5 separate regions of the Mus musculus genome follow, and regions 1, 2, 4 and 5 are each linked to region 3. Evidence: chromatin contacts called from public ChIA-PET, HiChIP or PLAC-seq and promoter capture Hi-C data. All regions are on one chromosome and are shown on one strand. Each heading gives the region's core, a stretch centred on a gene start, on an enhancer-like site or on the middle of the called end of the contact. The rest is flanking DNA. Distances are from core to core; before and after follow the strand shown.

Region 1 (5,305 bases), core at 1,221-3,720, 530 kb before region 3:
TCCAGGACAGCCAGAGCTACACAGAGAAACCCTGTCTTGAAGCGGGGGGGGGGGGGGGGGGGGGAGAATGAAGATGCTGTAGATACAATGATACTAAGATGCTGTAGATACAATGATACTAAGATGCTAGAGATACAAGAAAGAGAGAAAAATGAAAAGTGGAGACAAACCTGTGAAGGGAAATTAGAAAAAGTTTACAAATAAGAATGTACATACTAAGATGATTTAAAAAAATTGAAAATATGAAAATTGGAGACAAGTCTTTGAAGAAAAATAGATTATATATATATAATTGAGAAAGACACTAAGATAGAGACAAAGGAAATGAGGCCAGAACCTATATCACCACCCATGGAAAAGGGCAGTCTGTATCTGTTTAAAAAAACCAAAAACCAAAACCATAAAATGACTTTCCCAGCCCTGTTAAGGGAATTAGGAGGAGATGAAAGAAATCCACAGTTATCAAGAGTTTGGGTGGCAACCTAGAGCGACACAAGATTTTAAAAATCAACACAAGCAAGTCTGGGAAAATGGCTCAGTCAGTAAAGTGTGTACAGAAGTCTGAGGAGTCACTTCCTTAGCCAGGCATAGTCATGTACCCACAAGCCCCAGGCTGAGGAGATGGAGACAGGAGGATACCTGGCATTCACTGGACAACCAGTTCAGCTGAATTAATCAGCTCCAGGTTCAGTTAGGGACTCTGTCTCAAAATAAATAAGATGTAGAACAATGGAGGAAGACGCCTGACCTCTGACCCCCACATCCGGGTGCAAAGCAATGTATACAGCTGCACAGGAAAACACGCAGGCACAAACACTAGGGCACAAAACAACACCAACAGCCCAACAGTTGCTAAGCAACAACGCTCTCTCCTCTGGACTGACTCTGAAGGAAGGACATTCTTCTGCTAAGCCAGAAACTGGCTGTACAGTGTGAGTAGGCGACTTCGTCTTTCAGTGCTGCAGCTTCCACTCCTGTAAAATGGATAGTAGCTGAACAGAGAGCTAAAAGTTTAACTAGTTTACGCTTTTAATGACTGGTGTAATCGTTAACTGGCTGAAAGTTAAATGAGTTTACACACTTAATGACTGGTGTAATTGTTAACTGGCTGAAAGTTAACTTAGTTTATACACTTAATGACTGGCATAACTGTTAACTGGCTGAACGTTAAATTAGTTCATACACTCAATGACTGGTATAATCAAGATCCTATCAGACGCGCCACCTGGCCATCCACTTCAGCATCTTTAATGTAGTTCCAGGAGACAAGCTCACATCACCCAGCACAGGGTATGGTGCTCCTGAGCCGCTTTCCTCAATTACCTCAGTGTTGGATTGCAGGCGGGTGCCACCACATTTTGAGTCATTTTTGTTTTTAATTATGCGTGTGTGTGTGTGTGTGTGTGTGTGTGTGTGTAAGTATATATACGTGCAGAGGTCAGAAGATCAGATTTTCCTGGAGATGGAATTAAGAGGCTGTAGAGCACGGGTTCTCAGCCTGTGTGGGTCTCCATCCCTTTCACATGGGTTGCCTGTTATGATTCATAACAGTAGCAAAATTACAGTTATGAAGTAGCAGCAAAATAATTCTATGGTTGAGCCTCACCGCAGCACGAGGGACTGTATTAAAGGGCTGCAGCATTAGGAAGGCTGGGAAACACTGCCCTAGAGTTAGCCACGACGCCAACAGCAGTCCTCTGAAAGAGCAGCAGCACCAGTGAGCCGTCTCTTTAGCTCCTGAAAATTAATTTCTCAATGTACACCCTGCTCAATTGTTAATTTTACATGAACATAGACATAAAACTCTTTTCACCCTGAGCTGAACATAAAACTTTCCAAGAACAAAGGTTCCAAAGCAACCCCCTGGGCTGTGTCACGCTGCTAGCATGAATTCCACCGTGTGCCATCTTCAGGGTGAGACCTGGGGCATCACTTACCTCCCTGAGAGGAGTCGGAACTTATCTCCAGGAGTTCTGGCTGGGATGCCGGGCTGTCTTTTTTGGTTTTATTGTTGTTGTTTGTTTGTTTGTTTTCATCACTATGAAGAGATCTCTCTTGTCTCTCACCCTTAGAGCAGTCGCCATTCTCCCGATGTAATTAGCCCAGTGGTTCCCTGGCTTATTTGTTATTGTTTTGTTAGCCTGCTCGACTGTTAGGAGTGATACTCTCATCTCACTCCTCCGTTAACCCGGGACAAACCGCACTAGGGCTGGAAAGCACATTTCTGCTGCTCTCTGGTCTCCCACCCACCAGCCATCCCAGGCTCGGGCCCGGGTCAGAATCCCAGGCTGGAGCAGAGCCATTGGGCGGGCGTCGGGGTGAGAGCGCTGGACTCAAGCTACCTGCGCCCAGCAATTACTCCCCGTTGCTCGGCCTTCGCTCACCTAAGGCTACGGGCAGAACCCGAGGTGCCTGGGCCAGCAGCACCAGAGACGCCGAGCCTACGACAGCCCTACCTCTTACGTCTTCTGTCACTTCAAGTGACGCGCCAAAAAAAATCCTTGGCCCATTGCAGCCCTCCTAGCAACACCCTCCAGCCCGGGCTCTGCCCTTCGGGAACACCCCATCTATTTGCTCCGCCCCCGTCCCGCCCTCCGCTCAGGCCCCACCCCTCGATGAAAGCTCCGCCCCCTCTGCAAAGGCCCTGTAGTATGCAGTCACTGTCCTCTTAATTTCCGTTTCCTGACAGGTCATGACCCTCCCCACTTCCGGAAGCCCACCGTTAATTGTTCCAACAGCAGAGGCGAACTCAGTTTGCTGCTAGAGCGCCTGCTCAGAGTTCCTGCACTGAGCGCTTTCGTTTCTTGGTTTTGTGTGTGTGTGTGAGCTATGGCTCGTTCCTCAAGGGCTCTCTTGGAACCTAGTGTGGGAACCCACGGGTGCCGGGCACCCTCGGTGGTATCAGAGAGGCAGGTAATTTCCAGTGTGCGGAGAGGTGACATCCTAGGGGCTGGGGTGGTCTGAGATTATGGTTCCCTGACACCTATTCGTAAAGAGTTCGAGCCTGCGTTTGAGAAGGTTATTTACTTACATACCTCAAGACTACGCTATGGAAATAAAATTTAAAGATGATGGATGAGGACATCGGCAGCTTCTGGACAAGCATGCATGGGATCCTGGGTTCAATACCCCGTGGCAGCAAAAATGAAATAATTGAATCGGGCATGGTAACACATGTTTGTAACCTCAGCAGGTAGTTAGCAGGGTGCCCCCATTATATTGGGAGTGGAGAGCCAGCCTGGGCTGCCAGAGAATCAATCTCTCTCTCTCCCTCTCTCTCTTCAGATCTTCTTAGGGTTATTATTGCAGCTATGACAACTGTTGTTAAAACAAGACAAAGAGGCTCAAACCCAAGCTCCTTGAATGACAAAAACGAAAGAATCAACCCCCACGACTGTTTGACTCATGAAATGAACAAGTCCTAAAGATCTGTGGATCCAACAGTTTTTGGTCGTGGCTACTAAGTCATTGGGAAGAACCTTACCAGTGACACATACTTAAGGTTGTTAAAGTTTCTATTTCCCACTGTCCAAGAGTTCTTGCAAACTCGTTGGAACAGTGTTTCTCAACTTTTGGCTGGAGATCCTTATTCAAAGGTTACCTAAGACCATCTGAAAAGAGGTATTTACATTACAATTTATAAGTGTAGCAAAATTGCAGTTATGGAGTAGCAATGAAAGTTTTATGGTTGGGGGGTCACCACAACATGAAGAGCTGTATTTAAGGGTCACAGCATCAGGAAGGTTGAGAACCTCTGAGTTAGAACAACTGATACAGGGATCTATAGCTAAACAATATGAAGAGAGTGAGACTTTAGAGCTTAAGGTCTTAAATGTGATGTCTCCACCAAATCCCTCCCCACCAAGGCACAAGAGTCTAGGCCAAAAAGGAGGCAGAAAGATACAAGCGTCAGAGGTGACAGAGGACTGAAGGAGGTAGTGTTTTCCAGATAGAGCAGGACTGATAGACAAGTGAACTCAGAGACTGTGGCAGCACACACAAGGCCTGCACACTGTCAGCCACAGGGTATCCTGACACCGAGAGCAGGATGTGGACAATAAATAAAGGAAAAAAAGAAGGGGTCCAGCTTCTTCTTCTTCCTCTTCTTCTTCTTCTTCTTCTTCTTCTTCTTCTTCTTCTTCTTCTTCTTCTTCTTCTTCTTCTTCTCCTTCTCCTTCTCCTTCTCCTTCTCCTTCTCCTTCTCCTTCTCCTTCTCCTTCCCCTTTCCCTCCTCCTCCTTCTTTCTTCTTTCTTCTTCTTTCTCCTCCTCCTCCTTCTTTCTTCTTTCTTCTTTCTTCTTCTTTCTCCTCCTCCTTCTTTCTTCTTCTTTCTCCTCCTCCTCCTCCTTCCTCTTCTTCTCTTCTTCTTCTTTACTTCTTCTGGTTTTTCAAGATAGGGTTTCTCTGTGTAGCCCTGGATGTCCTAGAACTCACTCTGTAGACCAGGCTGACCTCAAACTCAGAAATGTGCCTGCCTCTGCCTCCCAAGTGCTGGGATTAAAGGCATGCCCCACCACTGCCTGGCGGGGTTGAGGTTCTTATTCTAGACAAGGGAGACATAGCCAGAGTCAGAGACATCTGGAAGAGTCCAGAGTGGACAGAGGGGCAAACTGAAGCAGTCATGTGAGGAGAGCCAGGAGGGGAGAGACACAGGGGACCCAGGAGCAGCAGCCAAGAGGGCAAGAGGCCAGTGTAGCCAGAGTGGCTGGGTTATATAAGGAGGGCCAGCTGGGGGAAGGGCAGCTCAGTCCAGGCCCTGGGCTGGAGAAGTTTAGCGTAGAGGACAGGAATGCCAGTCACGAGTACACTGTACCATGTAGGGACTTAGGGGTGCTGGGAGATCCTGATGGCTAGAGTCTGCTTTGATCTATTCATAGCATCTCAGCTGTTTGTCCTGGGTTTGAGGCCTGACAGACAATAACGCCTAACCAAGAAGCTACCTGCAACTGATACCTGTTGGTAAAGAAAAAATTGTAGTTTTTTCCAATGGAGTCTCACTGGGTGTATTAGCCACACTTTAGCTAAGTAGGCCTCATGCCCAGAACACAGTGGTATTTTTGTGACTTTTTGTCTTCCTTTTGTTTGTTTGTTGTTTTTTTTTTTAATCTTACTGGGTTTTTGTTTTGTTTTGTTTTTTGTTTTTTTGCTTGTATATTTTGATTTCTGGTTTTGTGTGCTTTGTTTGTTAAGGAGAGAAAAAGGACAGTTAGGGAGGAACTGTTGGGGGAACATACAAAAATATATTGTGTAAAAGTTTTTCAATTCACAGAAAGACTAGTTGAAAGACTAGTTTTTATTTTGAGAAG
Region 2 (5,667 bases), core at 2,436-4,935, 530 kb after region 3:
AGCCATGGATGGAAGATATTTGGGAAAGGAAATCGGGGTCTGCCCTAGACATGTTCAAAGAGCATAGCAACTATTTGCATATCATTTGCATCTTATTAGCATGATAAACAACCTAGGAGAGATTGGGAGTGGAGGTGCCTAGGTTAAATGATATAGTGCATCAGTTTACTGCATATAAGTAATTTAATCGCTTGGTATCTATGGGGGATATCATAATAGTCTAAATCTGGACAAGAGACAGACAGACAGAAGGGAGACAGGGAAACAGACCATTACAGACCCAGCATCATCTGAGACTCCAAGAAGCTGGAAGAGAAGTCTAACTGGTGTCTTCCTCAGAAGGAACTGCCTGTGACACCCTAGAGACAATGTCTGTGGCTTAAGACACCAGGCCAGTAGACATTATCACAAGCAGCCAAGGAAAGATAGGACTACGCACCAAATGCTATTAGCAAGAACCACGGTTATAGTGGCAACACTTTGGAAGCCGCACAGAACAGCCTTTCTCATTTACTCACCTCATAGGGAAATTACCGATATTCATGGGCCACACAAAAGCATCCTATAATCAAATCTAAACACTTCTGGGAGCACCCTAATAATTTCACACATGTGCCCTTGAAGAGTTTCTAACGAACTTAAAATACTTCATTCTTTCAATAGGGATTTCTTTCCCCCTGAGATGAGAGAGTGGATTCACCACAGAGCCCAGGCTGGTTTAGCACCCCTGGCAATCCTCCTGCCTCAGGCTCCTCTCATTCTTTAGAGAGGAATCCTTCCCCTCCCGCTACCCAATCAGACAGCCCTGCGCTTTCTATCACAGAACCAAACCAGGGCCTGATGAGCAAGCTCCGTTCCTTCCACCATGAGGATGCTGTGTCTAGGAACAGGCGCTGCAGCATTTGGACCTGATGAATTTATCATAGAGCAGAGTGAAGTGAGGGGAAGGCTGTGAGGGGAACCCAAAAGCTTCCTGCATGAAGAAGGAAGAGGTGGGAGGATCTAGTTCGAAAACCCTCTCAGTAACCAGCCAAAGTTGTCCGCTGTGACGGGTGCAACGACTTTGGCATTCGGAGCGTGTAAGCACGGTGTCTGTCTGCTGCTATCACAAAACCCTGAGCAGCTTAGACGGCAGAAATGCACTGTCTCCCAGTTAGAAGGGTCAGAAGCCCACAATGCAAACAGAGTGGATTTCTGCTGAGGCCTCTCTCTCTCCCCAGCTGTAGATGGCTACCCCGAGTCTCTTCTTCCTCTGGTCTTGTCTCTGTGTGCGCACATCTCTACCCAAGTTTCCTCTTTTGGAAGAGAAGGCACTGCATTGGATTAGGGCAGTCCATATGATTCCAGTTTTCCTTCCTTCTTAAAGACAACCTGAGATACATTCAGAGGTACTAAGAATTCAGACTGTAATAAAGCAATTTTAGCGGGGGGGCCAACTCAGCCTTGACAAATGCAAATGCAAGACTGGAGAGGGACCAGGTGTCCCCCTCCGTCATCTGAGCTTCCCTGTACACATGCCCAGAGTGACAGTCCCCAGCAGCCACCTAAGCACACAGAGCCCCAGCTCTCAAGCCTTTCTGGAAGGCAAAGCCTTGCTGAGTGACTGGGCTTGCTCCTGGGCACAGGGAGGCACCAGGGAGACGCGGCCCACGCAGCTGCGTGTGATAAATCAGAAGTTGCATTCGCAACACCAAAATGTTCCTCTGTCACAAAGAGATGGATGAGCCTCTCAGGTTACACACCAAAGGAACCCAAAACCACCAAATTCCTTTCCCAGAAAGAAAGAAAGAAAAAAAAATCCCAGTTCAGAGGCTCTGCCTTTCCATTCTCTCCCCTTGCATGTCACCGTCACAGCCCTGATTAAACTGTCACCATGTTCATTCATCCATGGACGGAACCATGCGGAGTGAGGGGGGCTGAGCAGCACTTTGAGATTTTTCTTCATCAAATACACAGACTGAGGTCTCTCACACCTTGTTTGAATTGTGTCTGGAACTCCTGCCACACTACAAGTCTGAGCCCTGAGTCCCTCCAGTATCCTGGTGAGTGAAGACTCAAGAGAGAAGGCAGCAGGTCAGAAGGCCCACGGCGGTTTCTTTTAGACTCTGTTTGTTCCAGAAGATGGGGTATGTCCGGTCTGTTGGACAGTGAGCAACACACACTGAACATGGTTCCCTTCCAGAGTCTCCCCCCTCCTTCGCTGCCTATTCTAGAGGAAGCCACAAAATAGGCTTTGCCAAAGCAGAGAGAGGCCAGGACTGACACTGGCCGGTTTTTACTTACAGTTTGATAAAGCTGTGTTCCTAACACAGCTGAGCTGTCTCTAATTTGTAAAAAGCCCACACAGGTGGTTAGCACAAACTCTACATGTAGAAAGTACCTATAGATGTTTGAGTTGGAAGGAGGGGGGAGGAAAAGAAAGAAGGAAGGAAGGGAGAGAAGGAGGGAGAGAGAGAGGGAAGGATGGAGGAAGGGAGAGGGGGAAGGAGGGAGGGAGGGAAGGAGGGAGGGAGGGAGGGAGAGAGGGAGGGAGGGAGGGAGGGAGGGAGGGAGGGAGGGAGGACAATGGCCCAGCAGAGAAGAGCACTGGCTGCTCTTATACAGGAAGGACCTGAGTTCGGTTCTTAGCACCCATACTAGAAAGCTCACACCCACTTGTAATGTCAGCCCCAGGGGATACGATGCTGCTTTCTGGCATCTGCAGACACAGGCATTCACATACACACATCCACAGAGAGACACACATGCATGCTCACAACTACAAAAGCAGAAAGGAGTTCACCACCATAGCTGTGTGTCTTGTTTTCGTCCAATTACAATTGGGACAGTTCCCCAGTGTTGACCACTCTGACACTTCAGTCTCTCTGCCAAATGGTTTTTCACTTAAAAAATAAATAAAATAAAATTATTTAACCATACTTAATTTTATACATAGCCATACATTCTATGTATTAAGTAATACTATAGCAAACTGATTTGATGTCATTTTAAACAGAACAAAAAGGGGAAAGAGTTCAGGCTACCTTATCGTAAATGACTTTTTGGTAGAGAAATATTAAAACAGCAGACTTCATCAGAAGGGTGCCTTTTCCAGGGGTGCAGACAGAGCGTCATGGTGCAGGGACGAGGGAACCAGTTCTTTTCTTTTTCCCACTTCTTTCTTCCCGTCCCTTCCCCTAGGCCTTGGATAACCTTCCTTTTTACAACAAAGAAGTCTTAGACATGTTCTCTTTCAAATTTGACATTTAATACTTCAAACTCCAAAATTAGCTTTAATTCAAGACGTGTTCGTGTCCCACAGGCAACAGGAAACAATATCCCGTCTCCATCCTGGGACAACTGGCGGCCACATGCAGCCAGAGAGGTACAAGAGCAAAATGGCCTTGTGGGAGGGGAGGATGAGGGCATTGTGGGATTGGAAACAGAACTCCAGGAAACTCCAGTACAAGATCCCATTCTCCTATCCAGGACCCTGCTGTCAGCGGAGGTCTCAAGAGCTCCAGGGGCTTCTAAGCAGGGGTCAGCTAAAGGCAGCACACACTGGAAATGTCCAGCTGCCTGTTGAGGAAAGTGGGAGCCATCAAATCAAAATCACATCCGACGACGCAGCCCCAACCCTAAAACTCTGGTCACTGGGGCAGAAGTCTCTATAAATTTCATTCTTAATTACTTGTTGGAAAGAAGTCTCTACCGTTAAAAGGGCCATAAAGGTGACTAAGAGGTGAGGCCAGGAAGGTTCAGTGATCATCCCTGGTGTGGTGTCATGAATCCTAGAAAGGTAAGGGACACCACCTACCCACACACACACAACACACCAGATGCCTAAAAAGAGCAGAAAGTAAGAACCAGGGGACAGAGAAGCCCCTTCCCCAGGCAGAGAATGGAGGCTGCCAAGAGGCTCATGGCACAGGCAGATACGAGGGGTGTGGAAGCTGAGGAATGCAGACATGTGTGTCCCTGCACGTCCAGAGGCATTCCTGCCCTGGGGGGGGGGGGGGGTAACTGCTGCAGAGGTGTCCCATGATCCTCTTCACCCCCTCGCCTCTATCCTCAGAGGTCAACTCCGTCGTCCAGATAAACCTAGTGGGCGGTCTCTGTCTTGCTAGCTCAAGGAATCTGACCTCTAAATACCTTTAAGTTTAAGAACAGGTCTGAGGATCTAAATGAAAAGCATAAATAACTGCCATGTGTTCTCCAACACAATGATGAATATGCTTTAAGCTAATTAAGTGCTCCCAAAAGCAATATGCTCACTCACACAATCACACTCACTCACTCACACACACACACACACACACACACTCATACACACACATTCTCTCGCTCTCTCTCACACACACACACAACACTCACACACACATACAATCTCTCTTTCACACACACACACACTCTAAGCTAAGCAACACACACTCCATTTACATATACATATGTGCATGGTTGTCACTGAATATTCATGAAGTAGATTTGACTGTGCTACAGATGGAGAAACGGAAGTTTAAAAGGGCTTCAATACCTTACCCAAAATCACAGAAGCAGAAAGTTGGGAGGCAGAAGCTGTGAACCCCCAAAGCCTGCAGCCCGCCAATATGCCACAGGTGAGAAAATATAGTCAAAGGTGCCTCCCTACCCCAGCAAAAAGGCTTCTTCAGGAAACAAGAAACTGGCAAGTCACGGACAATGTATAAAGCAAAGCCAACAACTCCTTCTCTCTCTATGTAAGCTTGAAAACAAGGGGGACACTAAAGAAAAGTATCGCCGGGCTGTGGTGGCGCACACCTTTGATCTCAGCACTTGGGAGGCAGAGGCAGGCGGATTTCTGAGTTCGAGGCCAGCCTGGTCTACAAAGTGAGTTTCAGGACAGCCAGGGCTATACAGAGAAACCCTGTCTCGGAAAACAAAAAAGAAAGGAAGGAAGGAAGGAAGGAAGGAAGGAAGGAAGGAAGGAAGGAAGGAAGGAAGGAAGGAAAGAAGGAAAGAAAGAAAGAAAGAAAGAAAGAAAGAAAGAAAGAAAGAAAGAGAGAGAGAGAGAGAGAGAGAGAGAGAGAGAGGAAGGAAGGGAGAGAGAGAGAGAGAGGTATCAACTGGTTGGCTAAAGAAAGCAAAGCAAAACCTCGATGGACCTTTGCCAAAAAGTCATCAATGAATCAGAAAGAAAGCCAAGTGACTAAGTAGAAGATAATAGCTACAACACAATAAAGATAAAGCTAATATCTTTAATATGGAAATAGCCAGTAACTGCCATATGGGAGAAACGTGGTAGAAACCATTAGCAATATACCAAGACACATATTCTAGAAGTCAACTTCATACAATGTTGCCATGAAGCAGAATCCTTCTGAATTGCAATTTGGTAATATATCAAAACCCTTCAAAGTATTGTTCCTAAGAAATGGCTCAGAGAGACAGTCCCAAGGACAGTCACAGCAGTGTTGTTTATACAGGGGAAATCTTGAAGCAATCCCAACTTTTCAATACTACAGTAACTTCAAATATTTAAATGTATCACAAAACATCACACTTTAAAAGAGGACTTAACAGTGTTGCAAAGCACTAAATTTTCAGTAAAATACAGGGTACTTACAAAATAGTATGAATAGTGGATATCAATGTTGAAATCAAAGGGGAAAGGAAGGTCAGCAGTATCCATAACTAATACATGTGTGTACA
Region 3 (5,883 bases), core at 920-3,419:
AACTCCCTAAGCTATTGTTTGGTCAGTTGGTTGTCAGTCAGCTGAAGTTAAAACATCCTTACCCATTAAGACTTAATGTTCTCTTTATATAAAAAGAGAGTTATGTGCTTACACCCACGTTCCTACATCTACCTACCTGAACCTTTAAAGATGTGTATTGTAAGATTAGAAAGGACGTATGGCTGCCCTCACCTCCGTGTAAAAGCACAGCAGGCTGCATCGCACTTCTCTCCTAGAGCAGATCTGTTAGGACAGAGCACCTTTGCAAATGCTCAGTGTTATCACAATCCTGTGTTTATAGAAGTAACTCTGCTGCAGCCATCACTCGCTGTTAGCAATAACTCTTGTGAGTTTTAGATCGTGCTTGTTGGGGTTCTAATCATTTCAACAGTAGTAGCTTTTAAACTGCAGTATTACTAGAGCAGTGTGCTTCAAAATGTGAATTAACTTGTTGAGATTGTGGCTGTAACATCTGTGTGAGTAGTGTGTATGGTATCCACTCCCCATTAGCAAGCTAATCCACTTTAGAAAACTGAAGCAGTGTGGATCGCAGCCCTGAGCAGTGACTCCCTCAGGTGTGAACCACTGTAATGTCTGCAGAGCAATAGCTCTGCCTTGTCAGGAAGTCTGGTAGCTGCTGAAACGCACAAAGCAAGTTAAAGTTTGCTACAAAGAACTCGACATCGTGTGTATTTGCCAGGTCTGGTCAAAGCAGAAAACAGACACTAAGAATCTCTGTGAGTCTCTGTTCTCTCTAGTAGATTGCTGTTTATATGTATGTAAGAGGTTTATCGCTTATGTGGCATACAGTATTTATAACTATATACTTTATAGAAGTACAGTATTAAAGTTGCTGGTATACATTCTGTACATATCTTGTGAGATGTGCTGTCATATGAAATAAATATGTCTTTATCACCAGCTGACTTCTTTACTCAAAAGGGAAGAGGTTTTTTTTTCTCTCTATGCATGTGTGCACTCCCACATTCGTGTGTGTGTGTGTGTGTGTGTGTGTGCACATAATACATGCAGGGAATAAGAGGTAGTTTATTCTGAAGCCAAATTTGAATGAATGACCATGACAGATTTGGGTTACCCCAAATTCCATGTTCACAAAGTTTTGTAGCTCTCTAAGACAAAGTCGTAAGTCATGGCAAGTTTAAAATACATTGGTGGAAATGCCAGAGAGGCATATACAGTAAGACGAAGTTTTTCTTTAGTTACCAGATGCTATTTGACGATATTCTTAACTTTTGGGTTAGTGAAAGCTACGTTTATAGATTTCAGAGCCTATATGCAAGTTATTTCTGACCCATAGGAGGGCAATGGACGTCTGTTCTAGGAGCTATAGCTAACAGAGACAAGGTAATCAGTCTGGACCCGCAGATTCACAGCCTCTCCACATCACTGCTGTTTTTATTACACAGCTTCTTTCCAGGAATTTCCATTGGCAAGTAAAAAATTTAATGTGCCATCACCACAAACAAACAAAAAACCCTCACCATTTAGCGAAACTATGAGTTTGAGATCATTTCAAAGCACAGGTTAATTTTCTTTGCTAATTTTCTTTACTCCTCTATTTGATTTTCTTCCATCCATTTGTTTTCTCTTTATAACACTAAAATGGGATCCTCAGCTGTGTCTGAGCGCCCTGGAAGAACAGCGCTGCGCCCGCTTGCCCTATCTGAGATTGTGGGGGACCGAGACTCCATGGGACGGGCGATAGACAGCTGTGGAACTAAATGAGCTCTGCACAGCAGCAGCGCTCCCCACTTTTTGACCGGAGACCCAAAGCAGAAGGCATTTCCGGAAGCGATCCGTGCCTGCGCGAAACCAGTCTGAGTTTGGCGGCGGCTATGCTCCCATAGTGCCCAGCGCTCGCTCTCATTCTTAATCCAGGAGTCGCCATGCTCCTCCAGCGGACATCTCCCGAGTCCCCGGACCGTCCGCACAGGCCTCTAGCTGTTAGTTTGGGTTTTGGTTGCCCGGGCAACAGCTACTTCCGGGAGCGGCGACTGTGCGGCCCGCACAACCTGTTCTTCAGCGCCTCCGGCCTTCCAGGCGCGAGTTCTAACTGGGCACGAGCTCAATGTTTGACTGTTGCCCCTGGCAACAGCCACTTCCGCGAGCGTGCGCCGTTTTCTTCATCCCTCCGGGCTGAAGCGTGAGCCGCGTTCCACGGTTCCTCCTCGGAGCAGCGGTTAATCTCAGGCTGGTGTGGGTCCGGCCGACCCGGCTCGGGCCTCGTGGTCCCTGCCCCGCAGCCTTGCCACCTCGGCGGCGCCTCTGGCGCAGCCATGGTTGTGCTGCACGTGAAGAGAGGCGACGAGAGCCAGTTCTTACTGCAGGCGCCCGGGAGCACGGAGCTGGAAGAGCTCACGGCGCAGGTGGCCCGCGTCTACAACGGGCGGCTGAAGGTGCACCGGCTCTGCTCAGGTGCGGAAAGGGAGGCCGGCGGCTTCGGGGTCAGGGGGCAGCGCCCGGGGTCGCGAGGATTTGGGGAGATTTGCCGTAGCCCGGGGTGGGAAAGGAGCATCAGGGTTGACCGGGGATGAAAGACCAACGGCTGGAGGAAACCCAGGCTCGCCAGCCAACCGCCGACTCGGAGGAGAGCAGCCGGGATGCCAAGTGAGGCTGAGCTAAGCCGGGATTTGGGCTTCCGGGAAGTGCGAACGTACTGGGTCGAAAGGTGGCGGGACGGAGCTGAGGGATCGGGGACGGTGGGAGTTGTCAAGGGTGAGGGTGGAGTGAGTGGTGGCTGCAGGGAAGGGGGACAGTTTGAGACGCTAAAAGCCCTGGCCCTTGAGTCTCTTCGCTTTGAAGCCGCCCATGAAAGTTCTCACCGGGAGAGCCTTGGTGTTGTTTTCTGTCTCCTAGGAAACACATGATTTTTACATTATAGAGAACGCCTTAAGACCCGTTTTATATATATAATCAAACTTAACTGCTTTCAAAGAAGGCTCAATATTAAATGACATATTAAAAGTAAAACATTTAGGGGGTGGGGGGAACCTCCGGGTCTTTAACATCATAAACCGAAAGTGTGGGGCAGCATGTAAGAACTGCATGGGTGAGCCAGGCGGTGGTGGCGCACGCCTTTAATCCCAGCACTTGGGAGGCAGAGAGAGGCGGATTTCTGAGTTCGAGGCCAGCCTGGTCTACAAAGTGAGTTCCAGGACAGCCAGGGCTATACAGAGAAACCCTGTCTCAAAAAAAAAAAAAAAAAAAAAAAAAAAACAAGAATTGCATGGGTGAATCTACACAGAGGTAGGCACTGAAGCAAATACCATGGAGGATCACTGCCCCTGGCCTGCGCCTCACGACTTGCTCAGCCTGCTTTCTCATACCACCCAGGACCACTTGCCTAGGGGTGATACCACCCGGAGAGTGCTACCCCCCCCCCCCTTACTGTCATTGAGAAAATGCCTTACCTACAGACTTGCCTACAAACAGTCTGAAATAGACATTTTCTCAGTTGAGGTTCCTTCTTCCTAGATACGTCTATGTTCATGCCAGGTCAACAAAAGCCAAGCAGAACCAATTGCTTCCTTGTCAACACCAATCGACATATCACCATGAAACCATAACCCTCTCCTTTTTGTTTATCCCCAAGACCTTATTAATATGGATATCTCAATATAAAACAAATTCCAACTTTCAGAAGTTCCACAGGCTTTTAAATTTTTTCACTTTAAAAATGCAGTCTCTTTCAAAGTTCAAACCTCTCTGTAATATCCATTACCGGGCACCTGTAAAAAGACCTAATCTCACTCCAAGAGGGAAGACCATGAGCGCACTCGCACTGGAAGGAGAACTGAAGTGCAGCCCTGTGAAGCTCGCTGTCAGAGGTGCGGGACTCAGGGTCTTCTCCGCTCCCTCTGCTCTGCAGGGCCCACAGAACACATCTCACAGGCTGAGGCTGGCTCCACTCCGTAGCTGCTGCTGTCCTTGGTGGTCATCCCATGGTGTTGGCATTTCCAAACTGCCGGAACCGCAGGCTTCCCCTTACCAATGGCACCGATTGCCTCTTGGCCTCTCTTTGGGCTCTCTCACCCTGCATCATGATGCCAGGCCTCAGCCTCTCTCCATGATCCTTTCAATCCTGGGGTTTCCCTGAAACTGAAGTTTGACCTGGCCTCTTCCTATGCCCAGCCTCTACTGTTCTCCATGACTCTTCATGCCCTCACAATCAGTACCATCTGGAAGGTGCATACACTTGGCCAAGTTTGGCTGCAGGCATGAGCGGGCTTTGGCCCCCTCTAGACAACAGCTCTGTCCGTTGACCCTCAGGAAGCTTATCCCAGAAGGTTTTTGTCTTAACGATATTGTTATTTTCTTAGTCACAGCTGATCTCAGCCCTGGCAAGGGTTTCACACTGCAGTGGTTCTGGTCTGGTCTTACAGCTCTGGCTGAGCAGAACCAACGGGGTGGGTGGGTTGAACTCAGAGATCTGCCTGCCTCTGTGTCCCAAGTGCTGGGATTAAATGTGGGAAGATTCTTAATACAAAATACCACACGAATGGCCCAGGTAGAGTCTTGATTTCCCTCTTGACGTTCACAGGCAAACCTGCATCATCTGCCCTGCTCTCTGCCTTGGAGCTCCTCCAATGGCCCAGTGAGTGCTGAGGGCTCCGTGGCTTTTCCAGCACAGAGTTCCAATGGTTAGGTCTGTCATGATGTGCCATGGTCCTCATACCAATTCCGTCTTCAGTAGCTTTCTGTAGCTGTGAAGAAGAAAGAAAACAACAGTAGAAATGAAGGAAGCAAGGAAGGAAGGAAAGAAGGAAGGAAGGAAGGAAGGAAGGAAGGAAGGAAGAAAAAACCACCATGACCAAAAACCTTGAGGAGGAAAGGGTTTTTTTCATTTTGACAGTTTTAGTTCCTGAGGGAGGTCAAGGCAGGAAGCTGAAAGGAAACCCCTACTGGCTTGTTCCTCAGGTTTTGTTCATTCTTTGTCACCCCAGACCATCTGCCCATCCAGTGGCGACGCCTGACGTGTGCTCAGTAGTCATGACTCAAACATATGCCCTACAACTAGCCTATAGGCATCTGAGGGAGACGGTTTCTCAATTGAGGTTCCCTCTCCCTGGCTATATGTAGGTTTGTGCCAGGTTGACAAAAAACAACCTGCACAGTTGCCTAAATCCTTCCCAGTGATTTTTATGAAGTGTCATTATAAAGTTTTGTGAGTACGTTTGTGGGTGGGTGCCTCTGTGCCAGAGCAGGGAGGGGATCTATGTGTGAGGCCCGTGTAACGGGTGTTGTGTGACCTTGGGTTTTTAGAGCAGGCTGGCCAGCAGCCAATCCCCAGGGGTCCCCAGGCCTCTACCTTCCCCTAGATACCCCTACTCTCAGTGCACTGCACCACACTGGCCCTTTTACACGGGCTCTGCGATTCAGCCCCTCACCTTACAGAGCAAGCACTTTACCAAGGGAGCCTCCGTGTAAGGGGCTCATAAAATATTAGAAATATTAGCCTCAGATCAGAGTTGGACATTAGGAAGATGGACGTTTACCCAATTGTCTTACACCCTTCACAAGGTTACATTAAATGGGGCTCTCCGAGACTTTCTTTGGGAAATGGTAAAGCTGTGTGAACCGGCTTGGTCTTGAGCGCTGACCTGGTAACTCCTGAGCACAGTGGTTTAGAGCATGGACACAGAGGAGTCGAAGCTCACTGCTGCACTGACTGACTGAGGAGTTGGTAGCTTTGTCCGGGATTAGGGAAGCCCTGGCACATGGCTCCTGGTATATGAGTGTTAAAATCGTGAGCTAGAGTGGCCAGGCCTGAGCCAGGAGTGTACACTTGTAGTTAGTGATCACAGCTGAAGGCTCTGCCCTCGACTTGTTTTTCAGAGATGGAGGAGCTGGCGGAACACGGTG
Region 4 (5,898 bases), core at 189-2,688, 580 kb after region 3:
GCCGACTGGTATTTTCCAAGACTGTCAAGATCATTCAATAGGAAAAGAATGTTTTTAATAGACGGCAATCGGTGAACCAGTTTCACACGCAAGAAAGAGCCAAGTTCAGCCTTCACGTCACACCACAGAAATAGTAACTCAAAATGATCGGCGGCCTAAATCTATGGCCTTAGATTTGGCAACAGATTCTTCGATGTGACACAAAAAGCACAGACCTCAAAAGAAAGAACAGGTGAGCGTGGCTTGATCAAAGTCAGAATGTTTGTCCGTAAAAGAACCTTGTGAAAAAAGTAAAAGACAAGACCACCAACATAACAAAAGAAAATGCATCTGATGTGACTTTAATATCAAGGGCACATGATAGCCAGTAGGCCCCCAGACCTTAGCACAACTGACTCCATGATGGAAGTGCCATTCTGGCCGTAAACTCAGCACCACCTGCCAAAAGTAAAACAAAAATCTAATCTGTCAAAGCCGGGGAAAGTCCCTAAAAGTACTAACCTTGCTTTTTGGCTTCTGTACCTCTGCTTTCTGTTAACTGAAGTACGTCAACCCGGAATATGGTTTGTGGGCTTAAAAGTCCCTCTGAGAAAGGCTCAGGGCGACCCTGGGATCCCAAACGCCCAGTGTAGTTAGTCACTGGCGGCTCGTATCAACTTTCTGTCTGCTCAAACCCATGTCCAGGTAGCCTTCACTGGCAGATGCCCTGCAACAACACAAACACAAACAACAAAGAACTCAGATTTTTTCAAATGGGTGTGGCACGGAACAGACATCTGCCCAAAGGAGCTACACGAATAACCAAAGAGCCCACAGAAAGATTGCAATATTATTGTTATTCAGGCAGTAGATACGAAAACCATAATGCAATGTCACTTCACATGCAGTAAGATGGCCACAATTTATCTAAAGTGTAAACTAACAAGGGGAACACAGTGAAATGAATGTCATGAGCTGGGGGTGGGGGTGGGGCAATGATTCAGCATGACCCCTCCATGCAATGAGGAGGTTGCAGAAAATGCAGTATGCATGAAGCTGCTGACATAGCATGGCGTGCTGTCTCTGTTGCTTAATTTTTGTCAGCTTGACACAAACTATAGTCACCTGGGAAGAGAGACCTCACTTAAGAAAATGCCTCTAGGACTGGAGAGGTGCCTCAGAGGTTAAGAGCGCTGTCTGCTCTCTCAGAGGTCCTGAGTTCAATTCCCAGCAACCATAAGGTGGCTCACAACCATCTGTAATGGGATCTAATGCCCTCTTCTGGTGCGTCTCAAGACAGCTGCTGTGTATTCATGTGAAATAAATTAATAAATCTTAAAAAGAGAAAGAAAAAAGAAAGTGCCTCTGTCAGATTGGCCTATAGGCAAGTCTATGGGGGCATTTTCATGATTAATGATTGGTGTGGGAGGGCCCGGCCCACTGTGGGCGGTGCCGCCCCCAGAGCTGGTGGCTACCGCCATGGATTGTATAAGAAAGCAATCTGAGTAAGACATGGAGAGAAAGCCAGTAAGTGTAAAGGGCTGCAATCTACGTGCCGCCACTAGATGGTGCTAAACCTCATTGTGCGCAGCTGCGTGAGCACAGCCAGCCAAAGTCACCAGTCCATCTCCGAGGCTTTTGCCCAACCCCTGGGGGCTTTAACCTATCCCCAGGGTGCATGAGGATCATGGGTGTTGCTACCAGTCCTAGTTTAGACACGTCACCAAAAGTATTTAAGCCACACACTTTCTGAGCTTTCTTTGTCTACCTCAATATGATATAGAAGTAAAAGTTAACCGTGGAAGAATCTGGTGTGTCCTGTGTTTATTTCCCGCGGGACGGGGATAAGCTCGGGATACTTGGTGCTGAAACCCGGGAAAAAACGCCTTAACAACGCAGGCACCTAGAGGAGACCCTCCGACCAACCGGAGCAGATTTCAGAACCACGGTGGATTTTGGAATTCCGAGAGCATGCTGAATCCTTGTAAGTAACTCTGATCCTTCTTAATCCCTCCCCTTAACTGGAAGGTGGCACTAAAAGCCTTTTGTTCTCATGCTGGCTGTGTTAACCCTATTTCTCCTGGTTTGATCCTGCACTCACCAGAAGTGGCGCTGAAAGAAAAAGTTTTGAATGCTGTGAAGCACAGTCAGACGGACGTATATAAGCCGCAGTGCTCGTCTCATATTTAAGCCTCTCGTAGATAAGGGAGCAGTATGGGAAATTCACATTCTGTAACTACAGCTCTACACTCTGTTTTAAAACAGCGAGAGATAAAAGTTTCTACAAGAACCTTAGAAACGTTCATTAAGGAAATAGAACGTATATCACCTTGGTACGCGTGTTCAGGGTCGTTAACTCTTTCCTCTTGGGAGAAATTAAGGGAAGACTTAGCTAAGGAACAACAGAATGGGAAATTAAAGGCAGGGACCATGCCATTATGGAAACTGGTGAGATCGTGTCTGGAGGATGAGAGATGCCGTCCAGCAATAATAACAGGGCAGGCAATATTAGAAGAAGCACAGGACAGCATGGCAGAAACGGAATGGTGTGAAAGGTTAGGAGCTCCAAAAAAGGAAAATGTGCACAAAGTAAAAAGCCCTTCCAGAGACCTTGAGTCAGAGGAAGTGAAAAATTTGAGGATAAGTCCTCAGGGAGAGAAAAAGGAAAAGGAGAAAGTTCAGAAAAGGAAAAGCCTTTATCCGGTAAAGGAACTAGAGGCTTTAAAGCTTGATAGTTTAAAAGCAGATGAGCTTAGCTCCTCTGAGGAAGAGGAGTCGCATTATGAGGCAGCTCATTATAAAAAAGAAAGATACCATCCAGAGGAAAGGCGAGTGAAGAAATCAGAGAAAAAATTAAAAGTTACTGGAGACACAGAACAGGCCACCTCTGGGCCTTCTAGTCTCAATACACCTCCACCTTATGTGGAGAAATTTTATTCTGATTCTTTTCTTTCAAAGGAGGAAAAGAAAAAATTATATCAGGCATTTCCTGTCTTTGAAGCTGCAGATGGAGGGCGAGTACACGCCCCCGTGGAGTATACTCAGATAAAAGAACTTGCTGAGTCGGTTCGCAATTATGGAGTTAGTGCCAACTTCACTATCTCCCAAATTGAAAGATTTGCTACTTTAGCCATGACCCCAGGAGACTGGCAGACAACAGTGAAGGCTGCACTCCCTAATATGGGGCAATATATGGAGTGGAAAGCGTTGTGGCATGATGCTTCTCAGACACAGGCCAAAGTCAATGCCACTGCTGAAGGCAATCAGAGAAATTGGACATTTGAATTATTAACAGGACAAGGGCAATATGCTAATAATCAGACGAATTATGATTGGGGAGCATACAATCAAATCTCCACTGCTGCCATTAAGGCGTGGAAGGCACTTTCCAAAAAGGGAGAGTCTGGAAGATACTTGACAAAAATTATACAAAATCCTCAGGAGTCATTCTCAGACTTTGTAGCTAGAATGACAGAGGCAGCAGACAGAATTTTTGGAGACTCTGAACAGGCAATGCCTTTAGTGAAACAGTTGATTTATGAGCAAGCCACTCAAGAATACAGAGCAGCAATTACACCCAGAAAGAGCAAAGGACTGCAAGATTGGTTAAGGGTATGCCGTGAGCTTGGAGGCCCCTTATCTAATGCAGGGTTAGCGGCTGCCATCCTGCAAGGCCAAAGGCGTTCAGATACAAATAGTAATAACAGGGTCTGCTATAACTGTGGCAAACCAGGGCATATGAGAAGAGACTGCCAGGCACTCGTAAAAGAAAAAGTGCTAGGGCTATGTACCAGGTGTGGAAAAGGCTATCATCGAGCCAGTGAGTGTCGTTCAAGTCGTTCAATTAAAGACGTCAGAGGCAGATTTATTCAGTCTGGACCTCAGGCAAAAAGAAGTGAAGACAATTCAAAAAACGAGTTTCTGGGCCCCAGGTCCCAGGGCCCCAAAACATATGGGATCCCAGCTCACAACAGGCAGACACTACAGTCCACAGAGCTGCAGAAGTCTCAGCAAGAGTGGATCTCTGTGCCATCACTCGATTCATGCTGACACCCTCAATGGGGATGCAGCCCATTCCCACTGACTTCAAAGGGCCTCTGCCATCCAGAAGTGTTGGCCTAATACTGGGCCAGGCCTCCTTGGCTTTACAAGGCCTCATTATCCACCCTGGAGTCGTAGATCAAGACTATGAGGGGGAACTTCAAGTTCTTTGTTCCTGTCCTCAAGGTGTTTTTTCTATAGCACAAGGAGATAAAATAGCTCAGCTAATAGTCTTGCCAAGCCTACATGGCTACTCCCCCTCCCCTGGTGTCCTTCAAGCTGCTAGAGAAATTGGCTCTGCTGAAAATGATTCTGCTTACTTAATAATGCCTCTTGATTCCAGGCCAACTTTAGAGTTAGTTATAGAAGGGAAACACTTCAAAGGGATTCTAGATACAGGAGCAGATAAAAGTATCATCTCTTCCCACTGGTGGCCAAAATCTTGGCCCGTTACTCAGTCATCACATTCTTTGCAAGGGTTAGGCTATCAGTCCTGCCCCACTATCAGCTCTCGCACTCTGAGCTGGCAAGCACCTGAAGGTCAAACGGGAAGGTTTACTCCCCATGTCTTACCACTCCCAGTTAATCTTTGGGGGAGAGACATTTTACAGGCACTAGGAATAACCTTGACTAATGAGTACTCACCACAAGCTGTTCAAATGATGAAGAAAATGGGCTATAAAGAGGGAAAGGGATTAGAGAAAAGAGAGCAGGGTAGACTTGAACCTATTCCTCAAGAGGGTAATAAAGGAAGACAAGGCTTGGGTTTTTTCTAGAATCAGCTGTTGAGGGTTCCATGCCCATACCTTGGATTACAGAGGAGAATGTATGGGTTCCTCAATGGCCTCTATCCTCTAAAAAATTAGAAGCAGCCACAAAACTGGTCTCTGAACAGCTACGCTTAGGTCATTTAGAACCCTCTACCTCACCCTGGAATACACCTATTTTTGTAATTAAGAAAAAATCTGGCAAATGGCGTTTATTACATGATCTTAGAGCAATTAATGCACAAATGCGCCTGTTTGGATCAGTTCAGCGAGGGCTCCCATTGCTCTCCGCCCTACCTAAAAATTGGGAAATTATAATTATAGATATTAAAGATTGTTTTTTCTCTATACCTTTATGTCCTCAAGATAGGCAAAGATTTGCATTTACCATCCCAGCCATTAATCACTTAGAGCCTGATCATAGGTACCAATGGAAGGTCTTGCCTCAGGGGATGGCAAATAGCCCCACTATGTGTCAGCTGTATGTGCAATTGGCACTTAAGTCAGTTAAAAATCATTTTCCATCGATTCTTCTGATAAATTATATGGATGACATACTGATATGTCACAGAGATTTACAGTTATTACAAGAAGCATATCCTATATTAATAAAAACGTTAGGGAAATGGGGACTGCAGGTAGCCACTGAAAAGGTACAAGTTGCTCAAATAGGAGCCTTCTTAGGGTCACTCATTTATCCTGACAAAATTGTTCCTCAAAGATTAGAGATTCGCAGAGATCATTTACACACCTTAAATGATTTTCAAAAATTATTAGGAGATATAAATTGGCTGAGACCATTTTTAAAGATTTCCTCTGCTGAGTTAAAACCTTTATTTGACATTTTGGAAGGAGAGTCTCATATCTCCTCCCCTAGAGTCCTTACTCCTGCTGCAAATCAGGCCTTGCAGACAGTAGAAAAAGCTTTGCAAAAGGCTCAATTACAACGCATTGATGAGTCACAACCTTTTGATTTGTGTGTCTTTAAGACAGCCCAGTTGCCAACCGCAGTCTTGTGGCAAAATGGACCTTTATTATGGGTTCATCCAAATGCATCTCCTGCTAAAATAATAGATTGGTATCCTAATGCAGTTGCACAACTTGCACTTCG
Region 5 (6,046 bases), core at 83-2,582, 550 kb before region 3:
GAAAAGTGTATTCCAATCCCCTGGAACAAAGCAGGATTTAGGGAAGGTTGCAAGTCACCAACTGTGTGCTGGGAACCAATCCAGGTCCCTCTGCAAGAGCAATAAGTGCTCTTACCTGTGAGCCGCCTCTCCAGCCCGAACGAGGCTTTAACTTTAAAAAGTGTCCTTTAACGCTATGTCTGGCTCCACTGTTATCTCCTGTTTTGAAAACTTCTGCCTCAGACTATCATGTCATGTCGCCTGTCAAGCTTCTACTCCAGAGGGTTACAGAACTGCCTCTAGTTACATCCTATGTAAGAGGATGCATCTGAGATGTCTGAATTTCTTTCTTTTCAGCCACCAGGAGCTATCCATCAAGTCTCCCCACTCTGAGTTGTCAGTTTCTCAGTGCTGTCTATGCTAAGTGCACACTACCACTGAGCCACACTTCCAGTACCACCAACGGAGTCTTTGATGTCATCCCTAAACTGACTCTATCCTGTTATCCGTATCCTCTTAGCTTGATCTCCAGTCCAACTGTTGGGATTTACTGATTCTGTGCAGAAAGAGCAGCAAATGTGCTCATGAGATTAACAAAAGACCCAAGAGCATTTGTAGCAGTTACAGTATTCTGTTCATAATAGTCTTTTTCCGATTTACTGTATATGTGTGACCACTTTGCCTGCATGTACATCATGCACGTCTAGCCAGAAATGGGCCATCTTCGGGGTGAGACTTGGGGCAATCACTTACTTCCCAGATATACAGATTTCTAAGAGGAATCAGAACTTTCCTCCAGGAGTGAGGCTAGGTCGTCTTTTTTAGGTTCCTCACATCACTATGAAAACTCTTGTCTCTCCCCTTAGTGGGCATTCTCCCGATGTAACTAGCCCAGTGGTTTCCTGGTTTTGACTTCGGGCCGGTTAGGGGGCCTCTCACCTCACTCCTCTCAGCCCGGGACAAACCGCACTAGGCTGGGAGCGCATTTCTGCTGCTGTCTGGTCTCCCGCCCACCAGCAGCCCTGAGGCTCGGCCCGGGTAGCGTCCTCAGGCTGAAGAGCGGCGCAGGGGGCGGGCGTCGCGGACTCTGGTCACCCGCGCCCAGCTCTCCCTCCATGGTGCCCGGCCCTCGCACAGGCCCCTCGGCTCACCTGCAGCTGAGGGTAGCACCCAAGGCGCCCCGGCCACCAGCACCAGGGCCGCCGCGCCCACGACAGCGAGCATCGTCTTGGGAGGCCGGGCGGCGGCTCACATTCTCCTCCTTCTCCTCAGCAGCACCGCGGAGCTGGAGACTACCTCTGGGCAGCTAGGCCCTCCGCGACGCCCCGCCCCCTCCAGCGCCCCGCCCCTTCCGTGAACGCCCCCGCCCCTCCACCCAGCACAGCTTCTCCGCTGACGCCACGCTCTCTCCGCGAGCAAGCGGCTCGGAAAGTACCGGGCGCGGTCCAGTCAAGGCCTGGGGACTTTGAGGTCCCTGCCACGCTCCGCCCCCACTTCCGGAAAGACTGCCCAGCATTGTCCTTAGACTCCTGAGAGGAAAGCGGGGTGCAGTCAGTGCGCCTGCGCAGCCCCTCCTCCTTCCGGGCTCAGCTTCCTGTTTTTGTCCGGAGGGGGTTCGGAGGCGTTGCCCCGGGGGTTACTAGTCCACTGGCTCGAATCCTGGTGTGGGGATCCCTGGAGGCCGTGGATCAAATGACTCTGGGACCTGGAAGGCGCCGGCAACACTTTTATCTCAACTGCACAAGATCTTTATACTTGATTCCCTGATTTTGTGGGATGGTTTGCTGTTGTGACTCGCTCAATCTTTGGGTTTTGAATTATGCAGCGTTTGGATCTTTTGTCTAATAATGTGGTTTTAGGCTGGTTTTATGTGTATGAGTGTTTTGCATGCATGCATGCATGCATATATGTGCACCGTACATATATGCGTGCCTGGTACCCATGGAGGCCAGTAGAGCGCAGATACCCTGGTATTAAAGTTACTGATCTTCCGAGCTACCATGTTTGTACGCCAGTCCTCTGCACGTGCCCTTAAACCACTGAGCCCTCTCTCTACCCCCTTAACTCCGTCTCTGTCTGATTACTATCTTATAAAGAAACTTATTTGTTGGGCCGGGCGTGGTGGCGCACGCCTTTAATCCCAGCACTCGGGAGGCGGAGGCAGGCGGATTTCTGAGTTCGAGGCCAGCCTGGTCTACAAAGTGAGCTCCAGGACAGCCAGGCCTATACAGAGAAACCCTGTCACGAAAAACCAAAAAAAGAAAAAAAAAAAAAAAAAAGTAAGAAACTTATTTGTTATGCCGGGCGTGGTGGCACATGCCTTTAATCCCAGCACTTGGGAGGCAGAGGCAGGCGGTTTCTGAGTTCGAGGCCAGCCTGGACTAGAGAGTGAGTTCCAGGACAGCCAAGGCTCCACACACAAACCCTGTCTCAAAAAAAAAAAAAAGAGTTCCTCTCTGCTTCCTCACCATCATTCGTCAGATTTCTTGTCAGCCATTCTGACTAGGGTGGGGTAGAATGGCAAAGCAGTGTCAGTGTGCATTTTGCTGGTGGCTCAGGACATTAAGTTCTTTAAAGATAGTTACTGGGTGCATATTTCAGCGTTTGAAAACTGTGTTCGATTTATTGGGCCATTTGTTCCTGGTAGATTCATTTCCTTATTTTCTGAAGTTCTTTATGAATTTGAGATATCAGAGCCTTGTCTGAGGTATAGCTGGACAGGCTTTTTGCCCATCCTGTAGCCTGTGTGATGCACAGATAGTCTCCCTTGATGTTCAGCTCTGTAACTTCATGAATCTACTAATCCCATCTGTTGAGACTTGGGGTTAGTTACCATTCAGAAAGTTCTTGCCTCCCCAGTGTCATGAACAGTATTTCCAGTGTTTTTGGCTACAAGCTTCAGGTTTTAAAGTCTTTGATCCACTGGCTGTTGTATAAAGTGAAAGCCATAACCTCATTCTTCTGCAGGTGGATGTCCAGTTTTGCCAGCACCATTTGTTGAATCCCCATGGTTTTGCCTCTTTTCTCTAGAGGCGGGGGGACACGGTTTGCCAGCTTATTTCCAGGTCCTCTGACCTGTTCCATTGGCCTTCCTGTCTGTTTTTATGCCAGTATTAGACTGTCTTTCTCTCTATACCTCTACCGTATAATTTGAAGGTATGTTTTATGTTAGGACTGCTTTGATTATTAGTAAGTTGTTTGTGGTTCCATATGAAGCCATAAATTATTTCTATTGCATTGGAAATATAATAATAGAATTTGATAAATATCCATTAAATCTATAGACAATTTTGGTAGTACAGACGTTTTCACATATTCTGCCAATTTGAGAGCAGGACAGACCTTTTCATTGTTTAATATCTTCATTGATTTCCTTTTTCAGTGTCTTGAAATTTTCTTTTTTTTTTTTTAAAGATTTATTTATTTATTACATGTAAGTACACTGTAGCTGTCTTCAGACACACCAGAAGAGGGCGTCAGATCTCGTTACAGATGGTTGTGAGCCACCATGTGGTTGCTGGGACTTGAACTCTGGACCTTCGGAAGAGCAGTCGGGTGCTCTTACCCACTGAGCCATCTCACCAGCCCCTTGAAATTTTCAATGTAGAGATGTTTTTCTTTTACGTGTCCTCCTAGGAACTTCCCTGGGGGATTGGGGAAACTATTTGAATGGGATAGGTTCCCTAATTTCTTTCTTGGTGAATATATTGGTGTATATGAAAACTACTGTCTCTTAAAATGTTGATCGTGTCCTCCAACTCTACTGTTTATTAGCTATAGTCTTCTGGTTTCTTTTGTTGTTGTTGTTGTTTTGTTTTTCAAGACAGGGTTTCTCTGTATAGCTCTGGCAGTCCTGGAACTCACTTTGTAGACTAGGCTGGCCTCAAACTCAGAAATCCACCTGCCTCTGCCTCCTGAGTGCTGGGATTAAAGGCACACACCACCATGCCCGGCTGTTTTCTGGTTTCTTAGGTAAGGTTTTCTAAAGTATAGCATCATGTCATGTGCAAATGTAGTCTGACTTCTTTGTATTCTGTCTTTATTCCCCTTATGGTCTCATTTAATTTCTATAGCTAAGACTTCAGACAATATATCAAATAAGAGAGGAAAGAACAAGCACTGTATGTCTCATTCCTGACTCGAGAATAAATGCTCACACTTTGTCTCCATCTAATATTGGCTCTAGGTTGTATATCCCTTATTATTTTCAGGTATGCTCCATATGTTCCTAACAGGTCCAGGATTTCTTATCACGGAGTGTTCAGTGTTGTCAATGCCTCTTTGACGTCACCTGAGACGGTTGTGTGGTTTCTATCCTCAAGGCTGTTTATATGATATATTACATTTTCTGATTTACACATGTTGATTAAAGCTTGCCTTTCTGGGATGAAGCCCACTTGATCATGATGGATGCTCTTCTTGAGACGCTCCTGAAGGTGGTTTGCAAGTACTTTGTCAAGAATTTTTTGCGTCTATATTCATCCACACAATTTTCAGTCTGTAGTTTTCTTTCTCTGTTGTGTCATGATCTAGTTCTGTTATTAGGATAATAGTGACTTCCTGGAATGTGTTTGAAAGTGTAATTTCACTTTGTATTTTGTGGAACAAGCTAAGAAGAATTACTGTAAGATTTTTCTTGGACGTTTGATAGAATTCTAGTGTCAGTCTGGTCCTGGACTTTTGAGTAAAGACTTGACTGACTTCTACTTCTCTTCTCTTCTCTTCTCTTCTCTTCTCTTCTCTTCTCTTCTCTTCTCTTCTCTTCTCTCCCCCCTCCCCCTCTTTCCCTCCCCCCTCCTTCCTTCTCTCCCCCTCCCCCTCTTTCCCTCCCCCCTCCCCCCCTCCCCTCCCCCCACTTGAGACAGGGTTTCTCTGTGTAGCCCAGGCTGATCTGAGACTTGATGCCCTTGTACTCCTGCCTGGGATCAAAGGCATGTGCCACAACCACCCCATGAGAGTTTAATCTTTATTTAATTTTTTTAATTTTGGAGGCAGGGTTTCACTATGCAGCCCTGTCTGGCCATCCTGGATCTTGCTGAGTAGACAAGGCTGGAATCAAACTCACAGAGATCTGACTGCATTAGATTAAAGGTGTGGGTCTGCCAGAGGTTCCAAGGATGCTTCTGACATTGTCTCATGATTTGTGATGGATTAAATGTTTAAATTATTGAGAGCTTCTGGCTGTAATTTTGGTAGATGTTATGCATTTAGAAATTCTTCTAGCCGGGCAGTGGTGGCGCACACCTTTAATTCCAGCACTTGGGAGGCAGAGGCAGGAGGATTTCTGAGTTTGAGGCCAGCCTGGTCTACAGAGTGAGTTCCAGGGCAGCCAGGGCTATACAGAGAAACCCTGTTTCGAAAAAACCAAAAAAGAAAAAAAAAAAAAAAGAAATTCTATTTTTGTCTTCCAGAACTTTATAAGTTTATAGAGTATATTCTAGTAAGGTTCTGTAATTTGTTGGACTCTGTGTAATGGTACTCTTTTATCTCTGATTTTTATCCTTTTCTTCTCCTTTTGTCAGACTGGCTAGAGGTTTGTCAAAAAAAAAAAAAACAAAAAAAACAAAAAAACAAAAAACCCTTACAAAAAACCATTATGATACCAGAGGATCTTTGTCTCCTAAAAACTAATTCTCCCTAGAGTTGCTGTAACAGGCCCTGAGACCTTACTTAGTACAACAGAAGCTAGATCCACCTTTCTGACCTTAGGACCCAGCTTGTGGTCCCTAACACCTGCCCAAAACAGGAACCAAGACTTAATCAATCAAAGGCCTAGTCTGTGTGGTTTGAGTGAGAATGGCCCCCATACACTCATGTATTTGAATGCTTGATTAACAGGGAGTATCACTATTTGAAAGGATTAGCAGATGTAGCCCTGCTGGAGGAAGTGTGTCACTGGGGGGATAGGCCTTGGGGTTTCAAAAGCCCAAGCCACACCCTATCTCTCTGTCTTTCTCTGTCTGTGTCCCTCCCTCCCTCTGTTGACTGGATTTGGACTTAGAACTCTCATGGTACTTATGCATGCTGCTGTGCTTCCCATTGTAATGGACTGAACCTCTGAAACTGT

The links. Promoter capture Hi-C pulls out the DNA fragments that hold promoters and counts their contacts. ChIA-PET counts read pairs in DNA pulled down with a chosen protein or histone mark. HiChIP or PLAC-seq counts read pairs in DNA pulled down with a chosen protein or histone mark.
Region 1: an RNA polymerase II ChIA-PET map of memory CD8 T cells shows a contact between it and region 3, with 65 read pairs. The contact joins the promoter of A930006K02Rik here to the promoter of Cfap298 in region 3. A contact is called at or near these places in 1 of 39 promoter capture datasets (embryonic stem cells) and 2 of 115 datasets of contacts at active chromatin or transcription factors (effector CD8 T cells and memory CD8 T cells).
Region 2: a contact with region 3 is called in an H3K27ac HiChIP or PLAC-seq map of cardiomyocytes, with 5 times the contacts expected there. The contact joins the enhancer-like site here to the promoter of Cfap298 in region 3. A contact is called at or near these places in 2 of 39 promoter capture datasets (cranial neural crest and maxillary cranial neural crest), 1 of 484 Hi-C or Micro-C datasets (embryonic fibroblasts) and 5 of 115 datasets of contacts at active chromatin or transcription factors (T-cell acute lymphoblastic leukemia, bone marrow-derived macrophages, cardiomyocytes and 2 more).
Region 4: a contact with region 3 is called in an H3K4me3 HiChIP or PLAC-seq map of embryonic basal ganglia, with 4 times the contacts expected there. The contact joins the enhancer-like site here to the promoter of Cfap298 in region 3. A contact is called at or near these places in 2 of 39 promoter capture datasets (cranial neural crest and embryonic stem cells), 1 of 484 Hi-C or Micro-C datasets (cerebral cortex) and 3 of 115 datasets of contacts at active chromatin or transcription factors (the SCID.adh cell line, embryonic basal ganglia and embryonic hindbrain).
Region 5: a contact with region 3 is called in a promoter capture Hi-C map of neural stem cells. The contact joins the promoter of Ifnar1 here to the promoter of Cfap298 in region 3. A contact is called at or near these places in 5 of 39 promoter capture datasets (embryonic stem cells, hippocampal neurons, liver and 2 more), 2 of 484 Hi-C or Micro-C datasets (LSK cells and embryonic stem cells) and 2 of 9 other capture datasets (adipose tissue and pancreatic islet).

What each region holds. Positions count from the first base shown.
Region 1 is chr16:91,462,269-91,467,573 of GRCm38.p6, reverse strand. It overlaps A930006K02Rik (RIKEN cDNA A930006K02 gene), which reads right to left and starts at 2,470. Exons shown (of 2, transcript NR_077219.1): 1 at 1,938-2,470.
Region 2 is chr16:90,404,114-90,409,780 of GRCm38.p6, reverse strand. All of the region lies in intron 1 of Hunk (hormonally upregulated Neu-associated kinase), which reads right to left. Among named protein-coding and RNA genes, the nearest start is that of Hunk, 21 kb to the right of the region's middle. Within about 2 kb of position 3,685, at least 49 of the 459 cell types and tissues checked have an H3K27ac peak or open chromatin away from gene starts, as enhancers often do. A contact at or near this core is called in embryonic basal ganglia, where this site is marked.
Region 3 is chr16:90,931,135-90,937,017 of GRCm38.p6, reverse strand. Cfap298 (cilia and flagella associate protien 298) reads left to right here and starts at 2,169. Exons shown (of 7, transcript NM_026502.2): 1 at 2,169-2,436; 2 at 5,857-5,883. The coding sequence starts at 2,298. It overlaps Synj1 (synaptojanin 1), which reads left to right. Exons shown (of 32, transcript NM_001164483.1): 32 at 1-921.
Region 4 is chr16:90,345,486-90,351,383 of GRCm38.p6, reverse strand. No RefSeq gene overlaps it. Among named protein-coding and RNA genes, the nearest start is that of Hunk, 38 kb to the left of the region's middle. Within about 2 kb of position 1,438, at least 76 of the 459 cell types and tissues checked have an H3K27ac peak or open chromatin away from gene starts, as enhancers often do. A contact at or near this core is called in embryonic basal ganglia, where this site is marked.
Region 5 is chr16:91,480,501-91,486,546 of GRCm38.p6, reverse strand. It overlaps Ifnar1 (interferon (alpha and beta) receptor 1), which reads right to left and starts at 1,332. Exons shown (of 11, transcript NM_010508.2): 1 at 1,131-1,332. The coding sequence starts at 1,203.